Regions from separate parts of the Sus scrofa genome. Here region 2 is linked to region 1. Evidence: chromatin contacts called from public HiChIP or PLAC-seq data. All regions are on one chromosome and are shown on one strand. Each heading gives the region's core, a stretch centred on a gene start, on an enhancer-like site or on the middle of the called end of the contact. The rest is flanking DNA. Distances are from core to core; before and after follow the strand shown.

What was found. HiChIP or PLAC-seq counts read pairs in DNA pulled down with a chosen protein or histone mark.
Region 2: an H3K27ac HiChIP or PLAC-seq map of skeletal muscle shows a contact between it and region 1. The contact joins two enhancer-like sites. A contact is called at or near these places in 4 of 47 Hi-C or Micro-C datasets (embryonic fibroblasts, epiblast stem cells, fibroblasts and 1 more) and 1 of 2 datasets of contacts at active chromatin or transcription factors (skeletal muscle).

The regions. Positions count from the first base shown.
Region 1 is chr6:118,720,166-118,725,834 of Sscrofa11.1, forward strand. The region is part of intron 14 of DTNA (dystrobrevin alpha); the gene reads left to right. Among named protein-coding and RNA genes, the nearest start is that of MAPRE2, 94 kb to the right of the region's middle. Within about 2 kb of position 2,691, at least 1 of the 83 cell types and tissues checked has an H3K27ac peak or open chromatin away from gene starts, as enhancers often do. A contact at or near this core is called in skeletal muscle, where this site is marked.
Region 2 is chr6:118,977,642-118,983,096 of Sscrofa11.1, forward strand. The region is part of intron 7 of MAPRE2 (microtubule-associated protein RP/EB family member 2); the gene reads left to right. Among named protein-coding and RNA genes, the nearest start is that of ZNF397, 96 kb to the right of the region's middle. Within about 2 kb of position 2,135, at least 10 of the 83 cell types and tissues checked have an H3K27ac peak or open chromatin away from gene starts, as enhancers often do. A contact at or near this core is called in skeletal muscle, where this site is marked.

The DNA.
Region 1 (5,669 bases), core at 1,441-3,940:
CAATTCATAATTTTTAAAGGTTGTACTTCATTTATAGCTTTTATAAAATATCGGCTGTATTCCCTGTGTTGTACAATATATCCTTGTAGCTTATTTTATACATAATGGTTTGTACCTCTCAATCCCCTACCCCTATGTTGCTCCTCCCGCTTCCCTCTCCCCAGTGGTAACCACTAGTTTGTTCTATCTGTCTCACTGGAAAAAAATAGCACTCCACTCTTGTTTAGCTACTTGCATTATCAACGATACCTTTATGATAAAAGTGGTCAACAACGACTTCCCATGATGGCGAAGTGGAAACAAATCTGACTAGTATCCATGAGGATGCGGGTTCGATCCCTGGCCTCACTCAGTGGGTCGGGGATCTGGCATTGCCATGAGCTGTGGTGTAGGTCGCAGAGGTGGCTTGGATACCCAAGTTGCTGTGGCTCTGGCATAGGCCTGCAGCTGTAGCTCTGATTCAACCTCTGGTCTGGGAACTTCCATTTGCTGCATATTCGGACCTAAAAGCAAAAAAAAAAAAAAAAAAAAAAAAAAAAAGTCAGCAAAACAAACACATAACTAAATAATCATCATGGTTTTTTATTTGAAAATTTACCTGTCACCTATGTATTTTCTCTAAATCTTGGTCCCTAATTGCTTTATATACAGATCTTTATACTTTCGCTCCTTTTTATTCTACAAATGAATTTAAAGGCCTGATGTTTTCTAGTCTGTCATCATGGAATTCTTGAGTTGGGGGGGGTGGCCTATAGGGAGTTGAGGACATGGATGAAGTCTTTGGTGCCTCCAATTTGCCCACCAGCAAAAGGAGAGTCACACCCTGGGCTCCACGTCAGACTTACCATGCCTTGAATATGGCACTTACCCAGACTGATCTGTGTGGAAAACAACACAGACATAAACTCAAGATACTCCCTTGTGGAAATGTGATAGTTCACAAAGCACTTGTAGTTAGCAAGTAGAACATTCCCATTCCTTCCACCTTTCTATTTGGAAAGTATATTCCAGGTGCAGCTAACTTTGAAGCATCCTTTTTGTAAGAACTACAGATGCGTCTTCTGAGAAATCCTCATCAGGATTGGAGTGCCACTTACTTCCTCCATACAAAGAGACTAAATTAAGCAGGTTCTGTGTGGGTGGGGTTTTGTTTGTTTATTTGTGTGGAGGGGGTTGTTTGTTTTGTTTTGTTTTAGCCAAGTCCCTACTGATTGTAGTCATGGGATTTTCCGGGGGGCTCCACTCCAGCCCTGCTCTTTGGACATGTTAACATGTGAGCCCTTGGGATACCTGGCCAGGCTGCAGGCCCTGCCTCTGAGCTGGGATCCAGTCTTCCCAGGCTCATGCACCTGGCTGCAGGGACTGACCCACCAAAGGCTTGAGCTATGGAAAGACAATGGACAGAACCTGCAACTTGTGGCGGCTACTTGATGTGAAGAGATCACGTCATACTTTAGAAGACCACGATAAATTTCATGGGAGAAACAGAAATTCCTCCTTTTCAACGTAGGTTCATCTACCTTCAGAGAGATGTTGTGGAAATCCTTCCACATTCTATTACACTATCACCCCAAAGGGATGAAAACAGAAAGAAGGGAACAGTGATGTTTTACATCCTGCTGCTCCTCAAGGGCATATAAAAGGAGATCACAGCTTGAAAGCATCTTTTGCCAAATAGAATTATATAGGCCCTCCAGACTCATGAGTTAAGAAAGTGAAGTCTAAGGTACACAGAAATATAACTGAATAAACCAACTTGGAATTAGAGTCGTCATTCATCTACACCTCAGGACACCCTGTCTCTCTGCCTGGCTTGCTCCCTGTACCTCTTCCCCTGGTTGTCCCATTCTCTGATGGAAGAGTGATGAGTAGGAATTTTTATAAGCAGTTTCACTGGTTCCCCCAAGTTAGTATTTGCTTTCCAAGGATTTGGTTCCATTTGGATGACACAGTCTGGGAAGGCATCATGATGTGCCTGGTCCACTGATGATGAGTTTTCCAACGGGTATTTCTTCCCTACTTGACATTGCTCTCTTGGAACAGACTGATAATTCTCACCATCCTCTGCCCTGACATGTGGGCCTTCCCAAGACCCCAGCCAAACTACACCAAGGAGTCTGGCTGTGCAAAGAATTTCTCTGCTTTTGGCCCTCACAGTCAGCAGGCAGCCTCCACATAAAGCTTGAGGCCTGAGGCCTGAGACCTGAGACACCTAGACCCCAGCTAAGTTGCTTGCCTGCCTCCATACTCTACACATTTCTTCTGCCTGGAAGAAGAAGGACCCTCCCTTGAAGGCTATTTCTCTAGGTGTTTATGGACCACTCATACTGTGCTAAGCACTTTCACAGTTTGGGGATTTCATAGAAACCCTGACATCCCAGGTTAAGAAACCCTGCTCAAGGTGTATTATCCTTTAGTCATTCCATCCTTTCATCATTTCAGATTTCCAGAGAGCTCCAAAACAATAGAACCTTGAACAGTTACTTTGACCTTAGTTCTCATTGAGGGGTGACCATGTGATGCTGCCACAGGAACTCCTTATCATGGCTTTGATAGAGGTCTGCTCCATCCTTTCCAGGCCTCTTCTGAAGAAGCCAACAGGAGAAATTTCAGCTGGGGGAAGGGAGAAAGATCAGAGTTTGGCTTTTCATGCATGCAGTTTATTTTTATCTTAAGAGCACCACCATAGCCTTCCTAAATGATCATATTTCCACTTTTGCTTTAGCCACAAGAAAGCTGACAGCCAGGTTCACAACCCAGATCTGTCAACTGAATAGGATTTGAGGATAAGCAATTCTGTTGGCTAATCTGACACTTCCTAGGCACTAAGGTCTGCATCACTGTTCCTGTAGCAAGCCTGGGAGATGGACACTACTATTAGAGTCACTTTATAAAGAAACTGGGATTCACTCAAGTGCCTATGCAATGAGTAGCATAGGTAGACTCCACTTCCTTTTCTTGGGTTTTAATTATCTCCTGCCTGCACTATTGTAAGCACTTAATTGATTCCCAGCCTCTGGTCTACCTATCAGATTTACCTTTCTTCATTTTATTTTTCATTTAGTTCAATTCCACAAATATTTCTAAAATGCAGTGTGCAAAGTCCCTGTTGTGGCACAGAGGAAACGAATCCAACTAGTATCCATGAGGATGTGGGTTCCATCCCTGGGCCTCGCTCAGTAGGTTAAGGATCCAGTGCTGCCATGAGCTGTGGTGTAGGTCACAGACTTGGCTCGGATCCACAATTGCTGTGGCTGTGGTATAGGCCGGCAGCTACAGCTCTGATTCCACCCCTAGCCTGGGAACCTCCATTAAAAAAAAAAAAAAAAAAAAAAAAAAAAAAAAAAAGCATTGCTTTTTTGAATATACTTAGCTCTATGAAAATAAAATATGACTTAGTCCTTTTTTTCCTCAACTTTCCTTGGAACATTAAAGATTTGTTATCAAACCCACATTTACTAACATTGGTGTAAATACTTATAGAGAAGACATTATTAAATGAATGTTTTTTAATTGAATTCAGTCAAATGCACGAAAGAGTAAATGTCGTGTTTTGAAAGAATGCTGCCAGAAAATAAATGTATAAATAAGGTTTTTTTCAATGTTGATTAATTATGGATTAATAACAGCTAACTCTTTCTGATAGTTTTGGGATGCCTCCCTTATGATTTCTTACCTACAATATTAGAAGTTTGGTCAACCTTCTCTCAACGTGCACCTGGGATCAAAAAGCCAAAAATTACAGAGCAGTATCTAGAGAAGAACTGGAAATAAATCAGAAACATCACCTTTCTGCCAGCTCTACTGAGGATATACTTGGAACACCATGTACAGACAAGGTCAAAGAAAAAAGAACTAATGGATTTGTCATTGAAGAATGTTTTCGAATTGGGCAAGACTTTCAAAATCAGAATGCTGCAGACCACAAAGACAAAGATTAAAATATGATACCATTAAAGTCTGTTAAAGTATGATGTCCCTTGTCCTCGGGATTTGAAAAAGAGGCAGTGGTAAAGGAAATGAAAGGAAGGCTTGCTCTGGGAACAAACTTTAAATGGCAATAAAAGCCAAAAATATAAACATATTCAAAAAGAATGAAGTTATGTTTATGCAGTTTAAGTTTATGATTCATCATAGAGAAAGCCTATGTGAAAGCAAATTAAAAATGTTTCAGTTATTTCCATAATCTGGCCTCCCACAAAATCTCTTTTAATTGAATGAGTCATTGACCTAACTCAAAGTGACGTTTTTGTGTTGTCAATTTTTCATTTCAGAGCTTCTGCTATAGCTACACTTAGTACTGTGTCTGAGCCATTGTGACCAGTCGTATCCATTCATATATTAACACATATGCGGTTAAAGCATCCACTTATTTTTAAAAATATAAGTTTCACTATTTCAAAATCAGACAGAAGCCTTTGAGGAAAGGAGGAAAATTGTATATATTAATTTTTCACTAATGGTCCTGAAATAATAGATTTTAAATTGATTTAAAAATGTATACCTCAAAAATATGAGTGATCAATATTCTTCTCCATACTGTTTAATTTCTTTCCCATCCTTTAAAGATATTTTGGTACCTCTTAGTATTACAACAATGATAGAATACTATCCTTCTTGCTGACAGTTTAAGAGAAGTTCTACAAAACAAAACAAAACTAAACAAACGCAAACCTTATATATTATTTTCAGTTAGAATAATTGTGTATGAACTCCTTTATTCTGACTTCACTCCATGATGCCAAACCCAAACCAGAAAATTTAGATTGAGTTTAAAAACTATGTACCATAAATATTTCACCTCTGAAAGGTACCACATTGCCAACTAAGAATTGAAGACATGAAAAATGTACTTTCTAAATCTGATTTCCAGACATTAAGGTAATCAGTGTTTTCTGTGAGGTTTACAAAAGTGTTCTTGGGTTTGGAGGATCTGTGGGATTGGCCTTTCTCAGTAACAGTTTGGTTTCTGTTTATTATCTCAAGGGGACCCCATGGCACAGCACAAGGGTCATGACATAATAAGCATTCAGAAAAAAATTTCAGGAATTCCTGTCGTAGCACAGAGGAAGCGAATCCAACTAGGAACCACGAGGTTGTGGGTTTGATCCCTGGCCTCGCTCAGTGGGTTAAGGATCCAGTGTTGCCATGAGCTATGGTGTAGGTCACAGACGTGGCTCAGATCCCACGTTGCTATGACTGCTATAGGCTGGCAGCAACAGCTCTAATTCGACTCCTAGTGTGGGAACCTCCATATGCTGTGGGTGTGGCCCTAAAAAGAAAAAAAAAAATTTCTACAGAAAAAAATTTCTTTAAGTGGTTAATTTGGGGTAGATGGGAGAGAAATATCAAATAAGGTTTTAATTCTGTTAGTACAACTTTCAAGAAATAAACATACATCCAAGCTATAATTGTTTATTCAGGAGTTCCCCAGTGGCCCAGTGGTTACAGATCTGATGTTGTCACTGCTGTGACTGGTTACTGCTGTGGCGTGGGTTCAATCCTGGCCCTAGAACTTCTGCATGCTGCAGACTTGGCCAAAAAAAAAAAAAAAAAAAATCGTTTGACAACATTCACTTGCCTGATAACTTTATCAAAGACCCAGAGATGCCCTTTCTCTTCTGGTCCACGAATGGTGCCATGAGACTGGGAAATGTGATTAGCTCAGT
Region 2 (5,455 bases), core at 885-3,384, 260 kb after region 1:
TGGGGACTCTCCACCACTTTTCTCACTTCCCCCATATATACATGCATTTTAAACCTCTTTCTTGGTGAGCGCAGATCGTAGCTCACGAAGCTCTGGTCGGGTCCCAGAGACTGTCCCAGAGGCTTTACACAGTCTCATTCTCAGTATTTTCAAGTCTGATGGAAGAAACCCCAGGTTGGTTTGTAGTGTGTGTGCACACCCAGGGTGCTGTATTTCTATGAGGTGCTGTATGGAAAGAGTGCTTTGTCGTCTGTCAAGCGCTACATGAACTGTGGTTATGCTCTTCACAAGCTTTATGAGGTCTGTGCAGCACTGCACACAGGAGTGAGCTGGGACGGTGCCACTCATGGGAGCAAGACAGCTTGCAGGGTGGGAGGAAAAGCCTTCTGATTCTAACCTTGAGCCTGACTTGTCCAAAGGAGGTGTCCTTGTATGGGAGCACTGTCAGGGGAACTCCAAATTGAGGGTTGGCAGGGCCACTGACTTTCTGGCTAATAGCAGGCAGGGTTGGCCTCAGGCAAGCGCTTCCCTCCTGGGTGAGATTGCAGGGGTGTCTTCCTGGGTGACTATGCTCAGCTTCCGTAGGACCATCTCTGTCTCCACCGCCACCAGCACACACACACCAGCACCAGCTTGCTGCGGTCTGAATTCAGAGCCCCCTCCTTGAACTGTTTAGAAAATTAACCCAAACACTCCTAAAAGTAATAACTTCACAGCATCATCAGTCATGAGGACTGAGCAATGGGTATAACAGGTCCTTTCATCAAACTCTTGGGGTGGGAGATGAGGGGGGAGAGTCAAGAGCTTTACATTAATCAGTTCCTTTAATTCTCTGGAGAATCCTAGCAGGTAGAGAGGAGTGTTATCCGATTTTACAGATGAGAGAAGCTGAGGCAGCAGGGGGGTCAAAAGACAATCTTAAGTTCCTGGGGGAACAAGCAACATAATTTGCATTTGAACTATAGTCCTGAGTTCATTCCCTCCCTTCTCCAAGCCTGAGCACCTTCTAAATGGGGAACATGAGGGTAGTAATAGCTAACATTTCTTGAACCTTTAGCTATGTGTTAGGTTTTATAGTCATGTTCCATATACACTTCTCGCCATATCCCTGTGTGGTGTACTATTACTTATCCCCATTTTATAGGTAAAATTACTTGCCCAATGACCCATCCTTAATAAGCTCCATCACTACCCAGGTTTCTCTAACTCATAGCCCTTAGGGGCTGTGCTCCCTGCTTGTCAGTATATTGGGTGCCATGGGGAAGGGAAAAAATAAAGGCAGTACCCCTTGGGGGAAATTGCAGGACAGACTTTGTCTAATGGACAGTATTGAGTTGTATGTGTTCTGTATGTGGAGAAGGAAGTACTCACAGGCCTACCTGGACTCCCTTCAAAAGTACCGTCCTGGCCTCTTTGTCTGGGTACTCAGTTTAATTCAGCCTCTGCCAAGAACCTCCATTTTCCTCTGGCTGGTAGCATTTCTATAACCACCTCTGTGGCCCTGGCTGGCACTGTGCTTATGTCATCAAAGAGAGAGAAACATGATAGGGAGAAGCAAGCGAGACAGTGGCATTGCTGTTGAGCATGTGATAAGGAGTATCCAGAATCCAAGAGGAGACTCAGAGGCAGTAACCAGGCAATTGGAATCTAGAAAATTGACAACACCACAAACTAAATGTGTGGGTTGCCAGAGCAGAATCTTCAAACACAGTTACTGCCTTAATTTTTCTCGCTCCAACTTATCCAGGTTCTACCATTGAAGGAATGAGCCTTTAAAAAGCTTCACTTCGCCCAAGAAAGGCCTCATTTTGGAAAAAATGTGCTCATAGGTTGCTTGTTCACTGCCCCCACCCTGCAGGCTCTGGGGGCCTCCTTTTTCCCTACTGGGCCTGACCCTCACACTGTGTCCTGTTTTCCGGCCATTTACCCATTTCAGTGCTAGGTGGACTGCAGCCATGAGGTGCAAGGTGTCTGGGAAAAAACACCAATACTTTATTCATGATGTCATTGCTATGATTTCTCTGCACATCTGAGAGGCAGAGATTTCTGGTTGCCTCCCTCCTGGAGATGGGAGGGGTGCTGAGAAACCTTCAGCTGAAGGCTGAATAGCCTGCTCTCCAATTACTCACAGATGAGCCTTGCATTGACACTTTAGGTGGAGGTATTTGCTGGAGAGGCCTCCTCCCTCAGTCTGTATTTAGTGATGGCTGGTCTCTGATGCTCATAGTCAAGCAATCCTAGAATAACATGTTTGGAAGAGGCAGAAATCCAGATGAAAGTTTTGAGTATGGAAGTAAACACAGGCAGCTGATGGAAATGGCCAGCTAGCTGCCCAGTGCACCTCTTTGTGAGTCTCATTAACTTTTTTTTTTTGGCCACACCCAGGGCATATGGAAGTTCCCCAGGCCAAGGATCAAATCCAGGTGGAGCCGTAGCCTTAACCTGCTGTGCTACAGCCGGAACTCCTCGTTATCTTTTATTTAATACTTGAGGACACAGGTGTCTGGACTTAATGGTTGGTTCACTGCTGCCCTGTGAATTTGTTGGCCGAGGGCCACCTGCTAAAACATAGGCACTTGTTTCCTGAGGTCCTGTCACGGAAGCCACTGTCAAATGACCTAAAAATACTTCCCCCTCAGCCCACACCTTTTGGATACAGCCTGTGTTTCTGTCCTTGAACCAGCATTGCATCCACAGAAAGCAGACACAGCCCCTGCCTCAGAAGAGCTTGAAGTCCCAGTGAGAGAGAGAGAGAGAGAGACGGGGACACCACCAACTGGAATCTGTCAGGTTGTGATAAATGCGGTAATGGAGACATAAATAAACTTGTCTGGGGAGCACATAAAGACAGCCTGGAGGGACAGGCAAGGACTTCACAGAGAAGATGACATTTGCGTTGGACGATGAAAGATGACTAGGAATGTCAGCGATTACTGAGCTAAGACTGGGGGAGTTATTTTTTTCAAGCAGAGGAAAGAGCACCAACAAAGCAGAGAGGAAAGAAAGAACAGCCGGATGTATTGGTGTGAATGATGGAAGATGAGTGCTGTGCGCCGCCTCCTAAGTCTAGGAAAGTGGGAGCCGTGCCGCCCCCCCACCCAGCTTCTTAATGAACCCCCGCTCCTCCTCCCACAGTAGCCTAGAGCCATCTTCAGACCTGTCTTCCAACTTGCAGCTCCTTCGAATGATTATCATAATAAGGAACTCCAGAGCAGTCCCTCACAGCTAACCATTAAGGAAGCTGGGAGGGACTGATCTGCAAATATTAGACTGAATTAAGTAGGCAGAGCCCCAGTGCATCAGTCACATATTTGGCATAGGTTTCACCTGGCCTCCTCCCTGCCTGTGTGTTTAAGTTCACTCTTGCTGGTGGCATAAGGGAAAGATCATTTCTGTGTGTGAGAACCTCCAGGGCACACACAGAAATGATGTGGGCTGGGAGCTCCCCGTGGTGATGTGTAACAGCTGCCTCAGAGGCACAGGTGCATCCTTGCCTGACTTTCAGAGCCCCTTAGCTCTCACCCCAAGCATTAGCAATGCATTGGTAACCACAGGTTTGCTCTTATATCCATGTTACCCAATAAAAGAGCTATGGGGTCTGCAGTTCCTGCAGATGAGATGTATGACATCACAGCCATGCCCCAGGAATGAGGGAGCTGCCCTTGGCCAGCTGGAGACCAGAGCCATGGACAAGGCATGGCTCCCACCCCCTTGTACAACTACCATGGAAAGGAGACTGGAGGAGGAGCCTAATCTAATGGGTTCCTGGTCCCGTGGCTGGTTTTACAGGCCCACAGTTACTTGAATCCAAGTCTTCCAACTTTCAGTCCTGGATTAAGTCAAGCATCCCGCAGTTAACTCCCATTAGTAATATGAGCAAACAAGATTTTCTATAAAATGTCAGATCCTCATTTTTGAGATCTTCAGCAACCTAACATTCACAAAAACAGTTATATAAGAAAAGCGCACTTCAGACAGCTGAATTCTGAGCGACGTGAGTCGGAAGGCACCACACTGGCCTTGAAGAGTTCGGATGATGACTGAACTGTCTCCAGCCCTTAGGGGACTCAAGGGTGTAAGCTCAGAGGAGCAGTCAGCTCTGGGGCAAAGGCAGTGAGAGAGGCCTGGGGAGGTACATGTGGCAGAGCAGACACCTAGGAGTTCTTGACCCACCACAAGTTCCTGGTTCCAGGGCCCATTAACTCCCATTAGTGATATAAACAAACAAGATTTTCTATAAAATGTGAGATCCTTGTTTCTGAGATCTTCAGGAACCTGGCCCACCACAGGTTCCTAATTCCAGGTCACCTCCCACAAAATGTCCTTTGCTCCTGGACTAGAATGAGGCCAGTGGCTTTTCCTCTCTTGTGCTATCCCATCAAGAAATGCTCTCCTGCTCCCATGAGGGCACCTCTGTCGGTGAGGCACTAACTCTGAGCCAAGAGGACCACCCTCGCGTGTCCTGAGTGGTGGGCAAGGAGACTTGCAGAGGACGCTGCAGGGACAGCCCAGGCCGAGCTGGCAGGGTCTGGAGTAAAGGAGGGCTTGGAGCTCTGAAGTCAAAGGCCATTATGGTTGAATTTAGGAGTGAGGGGTCCAGAAGGATGTGGGCAGAGAGAGTAGGAACTGTGCCTTCACATTGCAGAGGTGGAGCAGTTCTAGGTGTGACGACAACAGGCGGCCATGGGCACGGGGAGCACTAAGACAATGTCCTTCTGGACACCAAGCCAGTAAGGGACAGTGCTAGATTTGAAGCCGAGTCTTCGGCGTCATTTTTCTACTCTTGTCATAGAAAAGATTACTTTTTAAAAAAAATTCTATATTCTAAAATATATTCCATCACAGCTCACACTGTTTATTCTGTACCATATTATGTTCTAGGCACTTTACCTATTGTAAACCAGAGGCCTCTGTTAAATTCAGTGACTCCACTGATTCCTTGATCAGTGACACTCATTGAAAACTTGTCAAATGGGCACTTTTGTTCTCTCCCCCATTTCACATGTGAGAAAACTGAGGCACAAAACAGTCAAGTTACCAGTCCAAAGTTACCCAGCTGGGGAATAACAGCTGGAATAGGAATTCCAGGTCCATGCTTATAACCTTGACATCATGCTGCCTCTCAGAAGATAAGTGACACGTGACCTTGGCTGATAGTCCTGGTCATCCATCCTCTCACCCTCTGGGGTCCTCTTGACCCACGTGCATTGGGTTGTAGAATAAGCGAGGTATGACACGGATGAGGCCCCGTCTCGGCTTCAGTAACCTCAGGATCCAGTGGATGATGCTGCAAGGTTCAAGACAAACAGGATTACAAGTCGGGGTCTTATAGCCAAGGAAGAAGCAAAGTGCTGCAGGAGATGCATGTGAGAGAGAATCCTGGCTCGGAGACCTGGGCAGGTGATCCTGCCGTATTTGAGCTGGATCTTAACAGGTGTATCTAGGCTCATGTAAA